Linked DNA regions of Anser cygnoides: regions 2 and 3 are each linked to region 1. A link is a contact called in public Hi-C data. All regions are on one chromosome and are shown on one strand. The core of a region is the stretch at or near the end of the contact, and the rest is flanking DNA. Distances in the headings are between cores, read along the strand shown. Region 1 holds the start of CHRM4 (cholinergic receptor muscarinic 4). Region 2 holds the start of ATG13 (autophagy related 13). Region 3 holds the start of PHF21A (PHD finger protein 21A).

Region 1 (3,593 bases), core at 61-2,560:
AATGTAAATACTTTCATCATCAGCCACGTTTTCTTTAGACTGGGGTTGACTTTTATGAATATTAAAGATGTCAGGATGGGTCTGCCGGGTTCACAGGAGCGGGGCTGCTGCAGGGCAGGGGCTGGGCTCGCGCTGCGCTGCGGGAGGCAGCCGGGAGTATGAGAGGATCCGTGAGGGGCAAGGGAGGGCCTCAGTGGAAGGATGGGGAGCAAGAACTTGTGAGTGTGTCTGAGAGCATCTGTACAGGGGGAGAGAGGGGATTTTGCCCGCCTCTAGGCAGATGTGGTGGCTTGGGCCGAGGGCACGATTTGCGGCAGAGCCCGGTGGAGGCTCCCGAACCGGTAGTGGGAGAGCGGGGATTGCTGATGGGCTGTCAGGCAGAGCGAAGCTCGGGGCACGGCCAAGAAAAAGAAAAAAAAAGGAGAAGCCATCCAAAAACAGAGGATGGAAAGAAACGGGTGAGGCAGGGACATGCGAGTGTTCCGAGGAGAGAGCAGCAAACGCGACTTCTAACCAGAACCCGAGCCTGGGCCTTCGGAGGCTCCACTTCTTCTGCCTAGTGAGAGAGAACAGCGCTGGGAGAAGAGCTAAAAGTTGAAAACTTTTGTACTTAATTTGGTTGCACGTTTTTATCTCCGTGCCGGATCAGCTTTGGAAGAAGGCTTCTTGCTGTTCATTACACTCTTTTGTCTACCCACGGGGAGTTGTAGTTTCAAACAAGAGCCCAATCAAACAACCCAACCCCGGTGCAATCAGATTGTCTTTGAGGCAGACATTTCCTCGCTCGGATGAGTCCGCCCGGGGCGCAGCAGTTTTCTTTACAGCATTTGGGGGGGGGGGGGGGGTCAGCATTTGGGTTTGAGAGGCCAAACCCCAGCGGAGGGGCACATCTCCCGGCCCCGGGGGGGGCGCACTGCCATCAGAGGCCGCTCTCCGGGTGCGGGAGCCGTGAGAGGGGCCGGGGCAGGAGCTGGGGGGGATTTGGCCGTGAGCACCCGGCGGGGCTCCGCCGGCCCCGGGGGGCTCCGGGCGGCGTCGGCCCGGCCGGGGCGAGCCTCGGGCGCTGTCCGCGGTGCTGCCGGGGCTGCTGCGGAGGGGGGGGGGGGGGGGTTAAAAAAGGGGGGCACCCGCTTCTTTTAATTATTTATTTTATTTTGGGAGGGAGGCAGCGGCGCGGGGATTGGCCGCGGCACCGTGACGCCGTGGTCCCCCCCCCTCTCCAAGCCTCCCCCCGACGTGGTGGCGGTGGCGATGCTGGGTTGGGGTGGGGGGGGGGGGGGGAGGCACTTTTGGGGGTGGGGAGGGGGGGGCACCGGGCCGAGCCGGCAGAGCCGGGTCCTCCCCCTCCTCCTCCTCCTCCTCCCCACGCCCCTCCCCGCCCTCCGCACGGCGCCGCCGGGAGCCGGGAGCCGGGAGGAGCCGGCCGGGGCCATGAGCACCGGAGCCCCCGACGGGGCGGCGGCGTGCTCGGCGCTGCGGCATGGCCGCTGACAACCGCTCGGCGGCGGGCGGCGGCGCGCCCTGGGGGCTGCCCGGTGAGTGGCGGGGGGCCGGGGGCACCCCCGGGCCGGGGGGCGCCGGGAGGAGGTGGGGGGGTGGGGGGGGGCGTGCTCCCGAGGCGCGCACCCCCGGGGATGTCGCACACCGGGGGGAGCTGGGGGCGGGGGGGGGGGTCTCTCTGCCAACTTTCCCCGGGCAGGCAGCCCCCTGCCCCTCTGCACGCCCCGCTGGCCGTCCCGTCCCGTCCCGTCCCCCCTGTCCCGTCCCGTCCCGTCCCGTTCCCCCCGTCCCGTCCCGTCCCGCAGCAGCGAGGGGCAGCTCTCGCCCCCTTCCTCCCCATCCGCGGCTGCCCCCCTGTCCCTATCCCGGTGACATCCCGGCTGCCCGGGGCCCACGGGCGGGGGTCGCGCAGCCCCACCCTTCTCCTTCCCAAAATCATGGCTTTGGCTTCAAACCAGGGGGACGGTTCTTGGCACTCCTTCAAATCAAAGCAGCGCCGGCTTCTCCTCTCTCCTTCTTTAAGCCCCTCCGACTGCGCCGCGGCCACGTTTGCCGTCCGGTCCTTGCAGACACCGGGGCTGGAGGGGCACTTCCCCGGCTGGGAAATAGCCGTCGTGCCTCCGTGCCCTGCCGGCCAAGGAGCTGGGCTGTGGGTGTCAGCACACGGAGGCTCCCCGCTTCGCCCCGGGCACCCGGGGTGACCTCGGAGAGCGGCCGGGTTCCCCCGCGCTGCTGGCAGGGTGAGCAGGGGCTGGCACCCGGCTCCTTGAGCCTGGCGCTAGCGAAACACACGAGATGCCAGGGAGCCAGGGCCCAGGCCTCCGGTGAAACATCACGGGTGGCAATGCTCGCGCTGAAATCACAGGTAGCAGCGGGACGCGTGGAGCTGTCACCACCTCGGGGCACTGCTGCCTGCTTCCTAATGCCCGGCCTCGTGTGCTCGGAGCGCCCATAGCCCGGGCTAGGTGCCTTTACGCACCCCAGGACATGCTCCCAGGGGAGCTGAGCGGCTGGCTTCACCCTCACGGACAGGCTAAGAAATAGGGACACGTCCCCGGTGCACGCTTGGCTGGGCTGGAGGCTGGCGGGCAGGGTGGGCTGGAGATGCAGGAAGGCTTTCAGCAAAAGAGGTTTGTTCCTCCACAAGAGGGGCATGCCCGTCGCCACAGGTCAGTCTGCTTTCTTTCATCGAAGAGAAATGAACCGAAATGATTAATTAATGCTGCGATCCAATTACTCTGAGTTTGCAGAAGAAGTATGGTTTTTCTCTCTAAACTATCCCCAAGAGGATCCTATTGATACCGGCTCTTGTCATGGTCGTGTTTGTTGTTGTTGTTGTTTTCTTTTAACGGAAATGACAGACATCTCCCCAGCAAAACACAGCCAGAAGCAGGGATGAACGTAGTGAGAGAGGTGCCCAGCACACCTTGGCTTTGGAGCCCCTCTTCCCCCGATGTGCTGGGACACGGCCGGCAGCACCCGCAGCGGTGGAGCGGGGCCGGTGGGCGCAGCCGGCGGCGCAGGGCTGAGAAGGCAGCGGGGAGAGCAGCAGCAAGAGGAGAGGGAAATGGAGGCTGTGTTTGCAAGGGGCTGCTGCTCGCTGCACGAACGCAGCTCGTCATGCCACGTGCGTGCATACACAGCAAGCCTTTCACGTGCACGAGCTGCCCCCTGCCCCTTGGCACTCAGCGGGGCATTTACTGGAGTAGCAGGCTCTGTCCTTGGCCGGTCGCTGCTGGGTTTGGCACGGGGATGTGCCTCTCTCGTTCTCCAGTGATCCGAGGGAGGAGATTTGCTTTTGCATTTCAGCATCCTCCCCGAGCTGGCTCAACGCCAGCTCAGGAAGTCGCAAGGTGGGCACCGGGGCAGCAAGGCAGTGGAAGTTCGAATTGAGTTGTTCCCATCCACTTCCCTCCCCTCTTCATCCCCTCTTCTCCGTCTGCGATAGCACCACAACTGTGCCAGGACCAGCAGTGGGGATGCTCAGCCCTGGGCCACGCTGAGGCCTCTTCAAGCCGGCACACGGTTTGGAGGCACACCAAAGCCCGAGCGGAGCCGCGGCGGCCCCGTGCTGCTCCCGTGACTCAGAGGGG
Region 2 (3,361 bases), core at 572-3,071, 140 kb before region 1:
ATACGCACAATAATTAGTCAAGGTTTCTACCCCAGAGCAGCACGCTGACATTAAATAGAGCACAGGGCAGTGACAGCCCTTCTCATTCCTAAGAGGCAGACCGCGCTCATCCCAGTTCCCCCTCCCAAATTATCTATTTGATTGTGGCCCCTGACTGGGTTCCCTGTTCCTTACCACTCTTTCAGAGCTTTCTTGTAAATACAGGACCCAGATCTCATCTCTGAGTACGTCCTCCGTGAAGCTCCAGAAGCTCCTTATTGAATCACTCAGGTAAACAAGTGCATAGAAGTTTTGGAAGCTTTTAATAGAGTGCCTTTGATAAATAGGCTTGACTGCCAAGAAGGCTTTCCTAGAAGATCTCCGTCAACGATCACGGAGCTTCAGTGCAAGCAGGTATTTTGAGCACATTAATAAGCAACTATAAAAAGATCTCTGCTGAAAAGTGCTCTGCTTCAAGGCGAGGCCTGTAAATCAAACTCTACACGGATCCTACAGTTACTAGAAGTTAATCTCCATTTCCTCTGCTTAGTGGGTTAGTCAGGAACCTGGGGAGAAAGAAGGAAGGAGAAAACTGTTCTGAATGTTGAGATGTCCCATAGTCATTCTTTAAAGTGTATGGATTTAAAAGAGAGCAGATTCTAGGAAAAAAATTGCTTCACATGATACAAATATTCTGATCAAAGGCCTTGTAGCTCACGGAATGGCTAAGTTTTGACTGATAAGGAGGCAATTTTCCTGCTGATCAGGAAGTAGATTTACTTCACCACTGGTAAATGCCTTCCCACTTAGGAAATACCTTATCAAGGGCAGCCCTGCCAGCTCCCCTGGCTGAAGAACACAACGAAATAACTCCAGTCACATTCCGTACTTCCCCTCGGTCTGAACACGGTGCCAGCCCCAAGGTCCATCCCTCGCTTTGTTTACCAGGCCGAAGTACGCAGAGCGAGGAGCCTGCCCCCGCACACGCTGCACCACGGCCACGACCACAAACACCGAGCCCCAACTTCCGTGTGTGCCCCCTGGGAGAAGCTGAGGTGCGGGATCACGGCCGAAACCCCACAGGGCCGAAACCCCACGGGGCCATCCACCCGGCCCTCCCCGACGCCCACACGCCGCGTGGCCGACCCGGCTGACACGAACAGGGGGGTTTCGCCCCGTTCCAGGCTCTCCGGGCCTCCCTCGCCCACCGCGGGCTCCCCCCCCTCACCGCCCCCCCCCCCCGCCGCTCAGCCCCGGTACCTGCGCGGGGGCGGCGGTGCCGGCGGCTCATCCCGCGGGGCCCCCGCTCCTCAGCGCCGCTCCCCGCGCCCGGCCCCGGCCGCTGCCTCCGGCCCGGCCCCCGTGGGGAGACGCGGTGGCGGCGGGGCTCCTCACCGCCTCAGAGCCGCGGCCCGCGCCGCGCCGCCATCCCGGCCGCCGCCATCCCGGCCGCTTGTTTTCATCCGCCGCGGCGGGGGAGGCGCCGCCTGAGCGTCCGCGGCCGCACTTTCCACACGCGAGCAGCGGCCGCCGCTCCCCGCCCGGCCCCGCCGGGGAGGGAGGAGGCGAGGCGGGGAGCAGAGGGGCAGCGCCCCCCTGGCAGCCGCCCGCCCGCCCGGCCGCCGCCCGGCCGCTGGAGGCCGGCGTGAAGCCGTGGCGAATCTGCCGCCGGCCGGCTCCGCCTCACGGGGACCCCGCGGTGAGGGCCCGCGGCCGGGCCGCGCCCGTTGCCCGGCGGGGGGCGGCCCCGGGGGGTCCGCAGCGGTCTCGCGGCGCCCCGGAGCTTCGGGCTTACCGCGGGGTCGGGCCGGGGGTCTCGGCAACGCAGGTCCGGCGAGGAGCGGAGTGGCTACGGGACGGGAGCGGCGGGGAGATGGCAGCGCGGTGGTAGCGGCTGGGCGGCCAGAGCCCCTCCGCGCCCCCTTCCCGCCGGCTTCGTGCGGGCCGAGGCGCCGGGGGCAGCGCCGTGCCCGGGGCAGCCCCCGAGGGGCCCCCGGCCGCCAGCCATGGCCGTGCCCATCGCGGTGCTGGACTGCGACCTGCTGCTGTACGGCCGCGGGCACCGCACGCTGGACAGGTTCAAGCTGGAGGATGTCACGGACGAGTACCTGGTGTCCACGTACGGCTTTCCCCGACAGTTCATCTACTACCTGGTGGAGCTGCTGGGAGCCAGCCTCTCGCGCCCCACGCAGCGCTCCAGGGCCATCAGCCCGGAGACGCAGATCCTCGCCGCGCTGGGTTTCTACACCTCCGGCTCCTTCCAGACCCGCATGGGGGACGCCATTGGCATCAGCCAAGCCTCCATGAGCCGCTGCGTTGCCAACGTCACCGAGGCGCTGGTGGAAAGAGCCTCGCAGTTTATTCGCTTTCCTGACGATGAAGCCACGGTGCAGAGCCTGAAGGACGACTTCTACGGGCTGGCGGGCATGCCGGGGGTGCTGGGGGTTGTCGACTGCACCCACGTGCCGATCAAAGCACCGAACGCCGAGGACCTGTCCTACGTGAACCGAAAGGGCCTCCACTCCCTGAACTGCCTGATGGTGTGCGACGCCAGAGGAGTCCTGCTGAGTGCAGAAACGCATTGGCCAGGCAGCCTGCCTGACTGCACCGTGTTACAGCAGGCAGCCCTTACAAGCCAGTTCGAAAATGAGCTACATAAAGACGGCTGGCTACTCGGTAAGTCGGTTTTTCGTCATTCTTTCCTGTGGAATGGCTCTTTCTGCGTTGGCTCCTCTTTGAGTCGGGAGCCTCTGGACACAGGAGATAAGTTTAGTTCAGATTGCTTTCCTGCAAATTCCTCGAGACTTGAGATTCAGTTTGGACTGTCCTCCTCTTGGAAGCGTACAACAGTAACTTGCAGTCTGTGTTTTATATACTCCGATCATTGTATATATTAATTTGTATTCATATTGTAATTTGTACTGATTTGTATAATTTAATTTGTATTTGACCTTTTCAGAATTCTACCCCTTTCTAAGCTGAATTATGCAATTTTTCATTCTGCTTATGCTCTTAGTCCAGTTGTCTTACTTTCACTGTATTGCACAGTAAATGGATTCTCTTAGAACTATTCCACATACTTCAAGGATTTCCCTCTGTAAAAGGGAGTCTCTTTACTTTGTTGTTTGTCACATTTGTAAACCAGAGTTATCGTTGCTCTTTCATGTTTTCTGTTTTAGCCTGAGAGATAAGTTATTCTGTATCTACGCTACCAGAAAACTTGGGGTGAAGAGCTGAAACCCTGAGGTGGTTAACTGTAGGTCTGTAACCTGTCTCCCTTCTTTTCACTGCGAACAGGTGACAGCTCCTTCTTTCTCCGAACCTGGCTGATGACCCCTCTGCACATCCCCGAGACACCCGCGGAATATCGCTACAACATGGC
Region 3 (3,656 bases), core at 903-3,402, 150 kb after region 1:
TCAAGCTCCTATCTCCAAACCCACAGGCTGCAAACTTAATTAATAAAAAATAAACCCAAGTTTCTCCCACAACTGCGCGAGCCCAGGAGCTGCAGCTTTAAGACAGGCACCCAGCGCCGCGAAGTTCACAGGCAAACCACCCAGAACTCGGCCACCGGCTGGCGGAGGAGCAGCAAATTAACCGTAATTAACTAAAGAGGGCCCGGGCGGCCCCGGCGGGGGGCGGACAGCCCGGTCTCCTCACGGCAGCGGGACGGAGCGCGGCCGCCCCCCGCCAGCCGCCCGCGGTCCCCTCAGGCACCCGCGGGGCCGTGCGCGCGCCGCGCTTCTCCTCGGCGGCGTTCTGAGGGAATAAAGCGGCGCGAGACCGTTAAAAAGAGGGGAAAAAAAAAAGAACACACCAAAAATACCTCAAAACTCGCTGCCGCACAGCACCGAAACCCGCCTCCCCCCCCCCCCCCCTATCCCCGGCCCGGAACATGGCAGCCCCGGCGGGGCCCCGCGCCGTGCCCGCGCGCTGAGGGGACGAGGAGCTGCGCGCTCCCGCGGCCCGTTCCCCCCCCCCCCCCCCATCGCCTCAGCAGCAGCAGCTTCCTGCGCGCGCCCCCCCCCGCCCGGCGGCCCTGTTGCATCAACTTCCTGTGCGGAGCCCCTCGCGGCGGGGCCCCGCGCGCGGCACCGGCAGCGGGAGCGCGCACCCGCGCCGGCCGGCCGGGGGGAGGGGACGCGCTGTGTGTGTGTGTGTGTGAGGGGGGGGGGTTATAAAACGGGGGGGGGGGGGTGCTGGTTGCCCCCCCCCCTTCACGAACTCTCCCCCGTGGGTTCCCCTGAGGCGGCGGCGATGGCGGCGCGGTGCCGGTCCCGCCGCCCGCCCCGGCAGAGTTTGGTGCCCTACTTCGGCCGACTTTAGTTTCACTCACTTCACATCCGGGCTTTTTCCCTAGGCAATGGGGGCCGCAGCACAGCCCGTTCCTTAGGCAAAGGGAAATAAATTCGCCGCACCGACGCGTCAAGTAGTCCCCCTCAGGAGGAGCCGCCGAGACCGCCCTCGCCGCCACCCCCCCCCCGTCCCCGTCCCCGCCGCCCCTCCGCCCGGCTGTCCCCGCAGGGGGGCGGCGGGCCGGGACCCCCCCGCTTCCCTCGTCCCGTTCCCTCAGGGCTCCGGTGCGCGCGCCCGGCGGGGCGTCGGGAGCGCGCGCCGGGCAGGCAGTCAGTCAGGCAGGCAGGCAGGCAGGCAGAGCAGAGCGGAGCAGGGAGGCCGGCGGCGGAGGGATCCCGCGGAGCGGTGCTGCGGCCGGGCCGGGTGAATGGGATTGAAGAAGAGTTGAGCTTCCCGGCTTGTTTTTGTGTCACAGTTTCTCTCCTCCGGCGCCCCGCCGGCTCCGTGCCTCCCTCCCCGCCCGCCCCCTCCTCCCCGCCGCAGGAGGAGCCCCCCGCCGAGGGGGGGAAGGAACAGGACCCCAGAGAGGCGAGAGCCGAGCGAAGAGGAGGAGGAGGAGGAGGAGGAGAAGGGAGCAACCTACCATCTTCCACTCCCCGCTTAGCTTAAAGAAAAGTGAGAGGAGGAGAGCGAGGGGCGCCCAGGAGCGGGCAGCCCCGCCGGAGCGGCCTCGCCAGCACCCCCCTATGAAGAAGAGCTCTGCCCCCCCACAGGGAGGTCCTGCCCGGGGGACCCCGGCCGGCCCGCAGCAGCACCGCCGCCGCCAGCAGGGTGTAGTATCCCGCCTTCCTCCTCCTCCTCCTCCTCCTCCTCCTCCCCTGCCCCCCCCGACCCCCGCCGCCACTCTCCGGCCAACTTGGCGCTGAGGAGCACCAACTTCGCCGCGGCCCCTCCCCGGGGCTTGGGGGGGGGGGGGTTGTCCTGCGGGTGTCCCCCCTCTGTGTGTGTTTGTGTCCCCCCCCCCCCCCCTTCTCCTCCTCCTCCCCCTCCTTCCCCCTTCCCCTTCCCCCGGCGGGCGCCGGCAGAAGTTTGGGAGCGGGCGAGGTGGAGGAGGAGGAGGAGGAGGAGGAGGAGGGTGACACTTGGGGTGAAAGGAGGAGGTGACACATTGGGGTTGGGGGGAGGAGCAGGGGAAGGAGATGACACATTGCACCGGGGAGGGAGGGAGGGGAGAGGGAGGGAGGGAGGGGTGGGGGAGGGAGGGAGGGAGCCTGGTCCCCTCCCCTCCGGGGTTCGCCGGGATGATGATTTCCAGGCCCTTTTTCTCTCGGCCGGGTCCTTCGCCGTGATGCTGTCGGGGAAGTTTTATGACGGGCTCGGAAATGATGCCGCTCTCGGTGATTGATAATTCGTAGTAAAGCCGCTGCCGCAGGTTTTTTTTTTTTTTTTTTTTTCCCTTCCCTTCTCTTCCTCCCTTCCTCCTCCTTCCTTTCATTCGTCTTTGTGGCCCGAGTAGCGCCGGGAAAATTCCGTTTCTTCTGCAACTTGTTATTCGCAAGTCCCTCCTGCCCCCCTCGCCCTGGGGCTGCCCTTCCTGCACAGGTACAAAGCTCAGTGCAAGGACGCCTCTGGGATTTCACACTTCTGCTCTGGCACGGCCGCTGCTGGGATTACAGATGTCTACTTTTTTTTTTTTTAATTTTATTTTTTTCCCTCCCTCCTGCGTTTGCGTCTGTGTAGGTGGAGCGGGGCTGTATGTGGGACTCTGCCATTTGGTACAGTCCTCTTGTGCATGCTCCTTTCTTCACTTGCCTTTCAGTGGTGGTGTTTTCCTTCTTTTTGTGTGTGTGTGTTGTTGTTGTTTTTCTTTCTTTCCCTTTATTATTCCGAGCTTCGTTGTCGGTCGAGCTTTTTCCCCAAACGCATCTGCAGTTCGGTGGGTGCTGGGGTAGGATTGTACACCTGGGCTTTTAGGTGGATTTGCGTTGGGCTAATGCATGGAGCTCCTCATTCAACTTCTTCTCAAGTGTCAGAAAATGAGGCTGAGAGCAGATGTGTTTCAATATGGAGAGACTTCCAAGTTCCTAATTCTTGGGGGTGGAGGAAAGAGTGCCATTGGAGAGTGGCTTTTGTTTTCGATTGGTGAACAAATGTCATCACATTTCGGTCACGTGCCGTAATATTCTTTGTTCAGCTATCAAAGTATGATATCTGCTACACCTGTTCCCACTTTTTAATTGTGAGTAACGGTGATTGCCCGCGAACCTTGGCATTGCGGATAGCAGCACTTCCTCTCCTTTCTCCCCCTCCTACCCTCTGGATGTTTGTTTGGGCCCAAGCGCCGAGCTTGACAATGAACTTTTGTTCACTGGGGAGGCTGCGTGTAGAAAGATCCCACGGGGGGTAATAACGCGCGTGGTGCGAGGAAGGCGAGCGCTGTGGGGCCGAGTGTGGGAGATCCAGGTAGGGGCACGCGCCCAGCAGTGGCAGGGCTCGCGAGGAGCCGGCTCCTCTGGGCTGCTGAAGTTTCCTTAACTAGACCTGCTGGTGCTCCTCGTCATCTTAAGGGACGGGCGCTCCCGCGCACCCAAACACAGAAACGTAGCTTCTTTTCCTCTGAGCTGTAGATTCTCGGATATCATAAATAAAAAGGGTTTGGGCTGTCTGTTTACCTTTTTTTTTTTTTTTCCCTTCCTCACTGTGCTTGCTTGTAACAATGAAGACACCTGAGTAGTTTCAGTTTTGTCATTCAGTTTCCTCTGGCTTTCCCTTGCTT

What was found. Hi-C and Micro-C count contacts between places; a contact is called where the count stands out from the background.
Region 2: a contact with region 1 is called in a Hi-C map of liver, with 6 times the contacts expected there. The contact joins the promoter of ATG13 here to the promoter of CHRM4 in region 1. A contact is called at or near these places in 2 of 7 Hi-C or Micro-C datasets (both in liver).
Region 3: a Hi-C map of liver shows a contact between it and region 1, with 2.2 times the contacts expected there. The contact joins the promoter of PHF21A here to the promoter of CHRM4 in region 1. A contact is called at or near these places in 2 of 7 Hi-C or Micro-C datasets (both in liver).

Annotation. Positions count from the first base shown.
Region 1 is chr5:34,408,867-34,412,459 of Taihu_goose_T2T_genome, reverse strand. CHRM4 (cholinergic receptor muscarinic 4) reads left to right here and starts at 1,310. Exons shown (of 3, transcript XM_066997844.1): 1 at 1,310-1,535. The coding sequence starts at 1,481.
Region 2 is chr5:34,552,356-34,555,716 of Taihu_goose_T2T_genome, reverse strand. ATG13 (autophagy related 13) reads right to left here and starts at 1,821. Exons shown (of 18, transcript XM_066998753.1): 1 at 1,775-1,821. HARBI1 (harbinger transposase derived 1) reads left to right here and starts at 1,842. Exons shown (of 2, transcript XM_013193082.3): 1 at 1,842-2,655; 2 at 3,277-3,361. The coding sequence starts at 1,986.
Region 3 is chr5:34,262,053-34,265,708 of Taihu_goose_T2T_genome, reverse strand. It overlaps PHF21A (PHD finger protein 21A), which reads left to right and starts at 2,152. Exons shown (of 17, transcript XM_066997838.1): 1 at 2,152-2,312.